Linked DNA regions of Zea mays: regions 1 and 2 are each linked to region 3. Evidence: chromatin contacts called from public Hi-C data. All regions are on one chromosome and are shown on one strand. Each heading gives the region's core, a stretch centred on a gene start, on an enhancer-like site or on the middle of the called end of the contact. The rest is flanking DNA. Distances are from core to core; before and after follow the strand shown.

Region 1 (2,700 bases), core at 176-2,675, 440 kb before region 3:
ACCTGAGGCGTCGCCGGATCATATTGAGGACACATGGATGCAGGTAACTCTAATATTATTGCAAACTAGCCATGTTCCAAATTAGTACCCCCCCCATTCCACCTCTTAATACTGTGGCCTGTGGAATGAAATTCAGGAGCTAAATGCTAACAGACCACCAACTCCGACCAGGGGGCGTCCCCAAGCAGTAGCTAATGACAAGGGTTCTCTTGCCTGGATATAGTAGATTGACCACACATTGGTTGGTATGATTCATATGAAGCCTGAGTGGTCTGGATCTTGTTATTTTCATTTGTGTTCGGGAGAGGGGCTGGTCGACAGCCGTACCGAAACGAAAGATTGATGTACAGGGGAGCATAGGGACTATAAAGTTGGTAGAAGGGAGCTTAATCTAGGACAACGCTCTCCAATTCGTTTCATTGAACACGAGTAGCAGTGCAAATAGAACTCCTTCGAAGATCCGTGGAGGCTTCATTTGTATATACTCAGCTGGGTTTTTTTTTGTGTGTGTGTGTGGGGTGGGGGGGGGGGGGGGGGGGGGGGTATGGTGTGTTTTTGGCATCCAATTTGGAATGGCAAACGTAATAGTGTTATTGTACTAGGTATTCTTTCCTTTCTCTCGGGGCCTGGAATTTTCTCATGTCGCAAAGTATTTTTGAGTTGCCACAGGGATTTGTCAGGAGGGTTCGCGGTCCAGCTGTTTTGTATAATAGTGCTCTCAACCTCAATGTAATTTCAGACAGACGCTGATGTGTACATTTTTGTGTTCTTAAAGTTTGAGAATTTTTGCGGTGGAGAATGGACAGTTTGATTTATAGTGGAGGTAAAGAGCTGTTATTTTATTTACACCGTTGATGTACGATTTTACTTTACTACTTTCGAATGTGTGTATTACACAGCTGGGTGCGTTTAATATTGGTATAAATGTGGTCTGGTGGTTTGTGGCTAGTGGCTACCAATGCGGCGAATTTGGATTTCAGCCGAGAAGCAACCGTAGAGTGGTTTGGCAGGGCTCTTTCCGGCTAGAATGTCTCTGGCAACAACTCTTTGTAGCAGCTTTCTAGTTGCGTCGTTTTTTGGAAGACATTTCGCAGAACGGCTTCATCTGGATGAATGGTCATATGATTATCTTGTAATTGATGATGCATGCTTGTATTACACCTGCATGTGGGCCAAGGGGGAGGAGGAGACGGATTAGGCCAGAAATTTTGGCTCCTGCTCGCCCATATATTTTAACCATATAAAATTCAAATATTACAATCATATAAAATTCAAATATTACTAAATTAAAGATAAACAATGTGAATAGCATTTGATTACATAAAATTCAAGTATTATCGCCATATTAAGTCATTACCTTACTAAATTAAAAAATTAAGCAATATGGGTTTCATTGGGCCATGCCCCTACAAACCCAGCCCATGTGTGCGTGCTTGCTGGGTCATGATGGGTCAGAATTTAAAGCCCGACTTAGATCTGGCTTCGAACCATGGTAGCCTGGCCTATATTATTTCATGTCAGGCCGTGGTTTGGGCTCCTGTTTTTGGGTTGTGCTCATGCTAACCCAAAAAGCTCGACCCATATTCTCATAAGTTATTTTTGACCGACATGTATTTCAATACGAGTGTTTGTAGGTGGTCAGAGACCAGAGAGTCAATTAACATAAAACTGATACCAAGCGTCTCTCGTTGAGTAACTAGAACTGTCTAAGCTAATTATTATTAGCGAAGAATGATATCACATAATCCGTAGAGTCTAAGGTTGCAAGTATATGCATGACATTTTGATGTCTAAGAAGAGAGTAAATTAGATACTTTATTTCTTAACCAAGGTCTCTCTTTTACGTCTAGTCAAACCTTATGCAATAAATAGATTATCTATGTGCAATTATAGTCTGACTAAGTGCTACTATCTTAATCATAAGAGTTAGGCTTCAAACCTAACAATTACCTACCAACTAAGCTAAGAAGGTAAAACACACAAATAATATAAATATGAGATCTTAAGTGTGATAGAGATACAAACTCTCATTGGTGACTTCGGTATTTTATTGAGGTATCAAAAGGCTTGCAAACTTTCCTCTAGTCCACGTCTCATTCTCGATCACACCGCTGGCATATTTGGTGTGATCTTACATGACTACAAGCCCTCCATCTTTATTATTGAGTTTTTAGCTAAAAGATCGTGGGCATAGTTTCCTCTACTACACAGTCGCGATCACACTATAAACTCAATTTCAATTGGTGTGATCTTGCAAAATTACAAGCCCCTCTAGTATAACTACAATGGTCACGTAAGCACCAAAAGGTAAGAGGTGTTCTAATCTCACTCAAAAAACTAGTCCTAAACTTAGATCAAATGCTATAAGTGGCGGTATACCTAACTAATTAAGTACTTCACAAAGCACCTACGTTAATCACCAAGTGACTGTTGAGCGCTTGGATGTCTAGAGCTACTAAAATGAACCTCAACTCTCTTGGTATGCTCCTCAGCTCCAATGCATCTTATGTGATCGATTATGGTCTTATTTATAGCCCTCAAGGATATTTACAACTATTGCACCCTCTGCGTACCATCGGACTATTGTGTCAGGGTTCAATTCCTCTCAATGGCTATAATGTTAGTACTATATCAGCACTAGGCATTGGTGACCATTTGGGGTGATCTATAGGGTAATCCGACACCTACCATTAGACTAGT
Region 2 (2,700 bases), core at 50-2,549, 310 kb before region 3:
ACTTACTAAGGAAAGGGAACATGTTTAGTTCTCTTCAGTTTCTAGAGAAGCACAAATATTTTATGTATTTACTGGTGCTTACTTCTGATGAACATTCGTAAATCCAATTCATGTCTTACATGACTTGTTCAAGAGAATTCAAAAAGATCTTGAGACTTATTTGTTTATCACAAGTGCTTAGCCATTAATGATTGATTTCACAGAAATTTTCAATGTTAATCTGAGAATTGTGTTTTTCCTTAGCAAGCACTTCTACTTGCATTATTCATTATTTGCAAATCACATCACACCACACAGCTCAAGAAAATAAAGTACAGGTGGTTCAAAACCCACGAAACATGAGACGTGCTATCTTCATCATAAGATCAACTCCATATATTACTAGTACCAACTGAAGATCACTACAAATGTCCTGATCAATACAAAACTCACTCTGGAATCTTTTATGCTATCCTTGTCAAACTCAAGAATTCCCTACCATATATCGCACAGAGGGAACTTCAGCAGAAGCTATTCTAGACACTAGTAGAACTGAACAATTCCACAATCCCCTGTCCACCTAAGTCGGTGCAAAATTCATCCTCAGCCATAAAATTGGGCACCTGTTTCCGCACTAGACCCAAAACCGTAGGTGGACATCTAATCAAGCAGGTGCACAGATGGCAAAGTGATGAGCCGGCAAATGCTACCGAGACACCATGTCATACCAAGCTCCCCCAGCACCCCAGGCTAATCGCCCAGTCTAGCAGCAGCAAATAGTGAACCATTCAGGCATCACTTGCAACAGTCGATCAGAGTGGGGCAACAACCTCGGCAAATTCGGCCTGGCGGCCAGGGTTGTGCTGCGACTCGGGGCGGATCTCGATGTCGGCGGACTCATCAACAATCTCCTGCATGGTGTTCTGGATGAACTCGTCGAAGGAATCGAGCTGCTGGCGCACGAGGCCCTTCTCCTCGAAGTAGGCGGATATGACGGCCCAGGCGTCGTCCTGAGTGATATCCTCCTGCTGCTCAGCGTCCCCGTCCGCATCCTCATCCATCTCTTCCCCGCCCCCGCCGCCGTACCCCACCTCGTCGTCCTCCTCCGCGCCGTACCCCGCGTGGCCGCCGCCGTGCTGGTGATGCCCGCCGTAGCCCATCTCCATCCCCTCCTCGTACTCGTCATCCTCCATGGACAGTGCGATGGAGTGGCGGGATGCTACGCTGGGGGTGGGGTGAGGTCGATGTCACGGCGAGCCGCCTCCCCCGACAGCGGTGAAGGTGTAGGGAGTAGGGGCGGGAGGCGGGGCGAAATGGCGAGGGGAAGCGGAACTGGGCACGATTGCCTGATTGGTTTGGGGTTTTCAGGACAGCCAGGAACGACGGATGGGCTAATGGGCTTTAGGGTAGCAACTGTGCAACTGATGCCCAGTTTGACTAAGCCAGCTCCGTGTTCGAATTTATCAGATCGTACAAGCGGTGAAGCCCGTGAAGGTGAAAGAACCCCAGTGGCAAAAGTGGTGAAGTTGTCATTGGGATGAAGTCGACTTCGACTTTGTGGATTGAAAAAATATTTATCGATCTAATTCATATGGCTACGTGAGATTTAGAGAATTATTATGAATGAATCGTATCGGAAGTCCTAATTTGTTTTTATATCCAACTTCGTACTATGTTTGGACAAAAACAACTAGAGCAGCGACATTTTCAGCGGTCAGCCCTATTTTCAACGGCAGATTTTTGTTTAAAGAGCGATTTAAAGCACCAGTTTCAACGGTTATTCTGCGTCATCTTTTTACAAAAAAATCCCTACATTTTTTTCAAATCAACTCAGCGTAAAATATTAAAAATGGTTTCCAAAATCAACTCATCGTAAAATATTAAAAATAGTGTAGGAGTTTGAAACGGAAGAAGGGTGGAAGACACTAGATAAAACTATCTAACCAATAGAATATAATGCTCAAGTGTTTATAATAATGGATATAAATTGTATGTATGTATATATGATTTTTTTTGTAAAATAAAAAAAATAATTGTGTCAGGCCGGCAAGCACTACGGGCCGAGGCTACGGCCTAAGCACAGCAGGACGCTCGTGTCGGGTTGGCTCAGTCACTATTAAATGGGTCATGCCTCGGACCGGCTCGCCAGACACGGCTCATTTGGCCATCTATACCTCTGCACGATAATGATGGTCCTCGCCTCAGTTGCCACCACCCCGTTCGCCATTCTATTTATTTTCTCTCCCCCTTATGCTTCCACCTCCGCGCCACTCTATTATCGGCAAATGGCGTAGGAGCAGGCGTCTCCTCCTCGTGTTCGTCCGACACCAGCCCCGACACCGACTCGCGCAGTGGCCATTGCACGTCCACGAGGACGTTTCACATCATGCGCGGACCATCGTTTTCGCCGTCGTCGGACGTCCCGTTCGTCTTCTCAGCATACGCCATGTTCTTCCTCCCCAACCTGCTGCCCCCACCCACGGTCGCAGCCGCGAGCCGACCGACGCTCGTTGATGCGGGTACGGGGCGAGTCGGTCATGCTCCTGGCCTTTCTCCGTGCGTGTCGTCGAGGAGGACATGGTGGCGCCTGCCACGCTTAGGTTATCTTAGCGATGAGGAGTCCAGGTTTGAGATAGTGGACAACTAAGGTCGTAGTGTGGCAGTAGTCAGCATATGCTATGGAGTTGGTGGCGGTGTTGTGTCGCTTCGGCGGGTCCAGGG
Region 3 (2,700 bases), core at 119-2,618:
CTTGTAGTAGTTGGGAAGTGGAAAACTTGGATGCAATGAATGGTGAGGTGGTTGGGGTATTTATAGCCCCAACCACCAAAAGTGGCCGTTGGGAGGCTGTCTGCTCGATGGCGCACCGGACAGTTCGGTGCACACCGGACAGTCCGGTGCCCCCTGCCACGTCATCACTGCCGTTGGATTCTGACCGTTGGAGCTTCTGACTTGTGGGCCCACCTGGGTGTCCGGTGCACACCGGACATGTACTGTTTGCTGTCCGGTGTGCCAGCATGGGCGATTCTGACTCCTGCGCGCGCTGCGCGTGCATTAAATGCCGTTGCAGGTAGCCGTTGGCGCGAAGTAGCCGTTGCTCCGAGGTTGCACCGGACAGTCCGGTGCACACCAGACAGTCCGGTGAATTATAGCGGAGCGGCGAAGGAGAAAACCCGAGGCTGGTGAGTTCCTGAGGCCGACCTTCCCTGGAGCACCGGACATGTCCGGTGTACACCGGACAGTCCGGTGAATTATAGCCGAGTCGCCTCTGTAAATTTCCGAAGGTGGCGAGTTTGAGTCTGAGTCCCCCTGGTGCACCGGACATGTCCGGTGGTGCACCGGACAGTCCGGTGCGCCAGACCAGGGGTGCCTTCGGTTGCCCCTTTGCTCCTTTGTTGAATCCAAAACTTGGTCTTTTTATTGGCTGAGTGTGAACCTTTTACACCTGTATAATCTATACACTTGGGCAAACTAGTTAGTCCAATTATTTGTGTTGGGCAATTCAACCACCAAAATTATTTAGGAACTAGGTGTAAGCCTAATTCCCTTTCAGAAGGTCCAGGGCTCTCGTACGAGAAGGTGACCACGCGGGAGAACGGGCCGACGCGCAAGGCTCTCCCTCTCTCTCTCCCTCGCGAACGCTTGTAACCCCCTACTGCAAGCGCATCCGCCCTGGGCGCAGGACAACACGAGGTCGCGGTTTTCCCTTACTGTTTTCCCCCCTTGTGTTCCGTCTCGCGCCGACCCATCTGGGCTGGCACACGCAGCGACAATTTACTCGTTGGTCCAGGTACCCCCAGGGTCGAAACGCCGACACGTATAGACCAATTTAACACATTGACACAATTCGTCAATCAATAGTTTAACTCAGATCAACACCACATATATACAGATAACATATTCATTAATTGTTACGCAAATAATATAAATATAATTTTGTTTTGTTAAAAATGTGATAGCTTGTTTCGCCCGCGAACTGGCTCGTTAACAAACATGTCTGACTTGTTAACAAATCGCGGTAGAGTGTGATTCATGAAAAAAATTCAAAGTAGCTGAACCTCAATTGGGCCGAGTCTCTCAGCCCGCACGGTTCGAACCCACCCACGACACCAACCTAAAAATAGACACAATCGACCACCGTCTCTGTTCTCCCCTCACTTGAGGCCTCCCCACACGCCGCCGCATTCGGACGCTCGCCTCCCAAAACCCCACGAAGAGATGCATCTGCCGCCGCTGCGGCGTGTACCGGCGGCGCTGCTAGTGCCGGCGCGCGGCCTCCTCGAGGCGCGCGTGCCGTGGGTGCGAGAACGGGCCCTCGACCACGTCGTGGAGCGGGAGCGCCACCTGGTGCCGTTTCTCCTCGCCAAGGACGTGCTCCTTGCCGCCACGCCGCCGCCGCACGCCGTGCCGCTGCACTCGCTGCCCTCCACAATCCCTTTCCCGTTCCGCCCGCTGCGCTTCCTGCGGCTCTACCCCTCGGCGTTCGCGCTCTCGCCGCACCCCATCGAGGTCTCCCCGACGCCCCGGCTCTCGGCGCTCCACGCCGCCGAGGCGCAGGTCGTCGACGCCACCGTCCCCGACGCGGCTGACCGCCTGCTTCGGCTGCTCATGCTCGCCCCCTCTCGCGCGCTCCCGCTCCGCCTCGTCGCGCGCCTCCGGCTCGACCTCGGCCTCGCGTCCGACTTCCAACGCTCGCTGCTCCCCAACTACCCGGACTACTTCGCGCTCTCCCCGGACGGCAGCCTCCTCGAGCTCGTCTGCTACAGGAAGGATCTCGCCGTGTCGTCGATGCAGTCCTACGCGCAGCGCACCGGCGGCTACAAGGTCGGCGACGTGGTCGCCTTCCCACTCTCGTTCCCCAGAGGATTCGAGCTTGACAAGAAGGTGCGCAAATGGTTAGACGAGTGGCAGAGGCTGCCGTACATTTCGCCCTATGAGGATGGGTCGCACCTAACGCCAAGGAGTGACATAACGGAGAAGAGGACCGTGGCGGTGCTGCACGAGGTCCTGAGTCTCACGGTTGGGAAGAAGATGGAGAAGGAGGTGTTGGTCAAGCTTGGGGAGGCGCTGCGGTTGCCACCAGGATTCAGGAAGGTGGTGGCTAAGCACCCTGGGATTTTCTACATATCGCACAAGCTGAGGACACAGACGGTAGTTCTCAGGGAATCATACCGGAGGCATATGCTTGTGGACAAGCACCCCATGATGGGGATAAGGTATCAGTATATGCATTTGATGCATATGGGGAAGGAGGAAGTTGGAAAGGGCAAGGGCAAAGATCGAAGGAGTAGTCGCAGTGAACAAATCATCGGGGAGGAGTTTGGTGCCACAGTGGATGATGATGAAAATGAGGAGTATGATGATGAAGACGACGTGGCTGAAGATGACATGGAAGTGGGTGTTGCTTCTGAGGATCAGGACAGTGACGACGATGTTGATGAGGATATAAAG

What was found. A called contact is a pair of places that touch in the nucleus more often than the background predicts.
Region 1: a Hi-C map of ear shows a contact between it and region 3, with 2.9 times the contacts expected there. The contact joins the enhancer-like site here to the promoter of LOC100273091 in region 3. A contact is called at or near these places in 3 of 25 Hi-C or Micro-C datasets (ear, endosperm and tassel).
Region 2: a contact with region 3 is called in a Hi-C map of leaf, with 6 times the contacts expected there. The contact joins the promoter of LOC100277195 here to the promoter of LOC100273091 in region 3. A contact is called at or near these places in 5 of 25 Hi-C or Micro-C datasets (endosperm, leaf, root tip and 2 more).

The regions. Positions count from the first base shown.
Region 1 is chr1:256,597,081-256,599,780 of Zm-B73-REFERENCE-NAM-5.0, forward strand. It overlaps LOC103643688 (serine/threonine-protein phosphatase BSL2 homolog), which reads left to right. Exons shown (of 21, transcript XM_020546825.3): 20 at 1-43; 21 at 137-846. The coding sequence ends at 223. Among protein-coding and RNA genes, the nearest start is that of LOC103643688, 16 kb to the left of the region's middle. Within about 2 kb of position 1,426, at least 9 of the 20 cell types and tissues checked have an H3K27ac peak or open chromatin away from gene starts, as enhancers often do. A contact at or near this core is called in ear, endosperm and tassel, where this site is marked.
Region 2 is chr1:256,720,403-256,723,102 of Zm-B73-REFERENCE-NAM-5.0, forward strand. It overlaps LOC100277195, which reads right to left and starts at 1,300. Exons shown (of 25, transcript NM_001352402.1): 1 at 810-1,300. The coding sequence starts at 1,172.
Region 3 is chr1:257,032,941-257,035,640 of Zm-B73-REFERENCE-NAM-5.0, forward strand. It overlaps LOC100273091 (Ubiquitin carboxyl-terminal hydrolase family protein), which reads left to right and starts at 1,369. Exons shown (of 3, transcript XM_008669160.2): 1 at 1,369-2,700. The coding sequence starts at 1,468.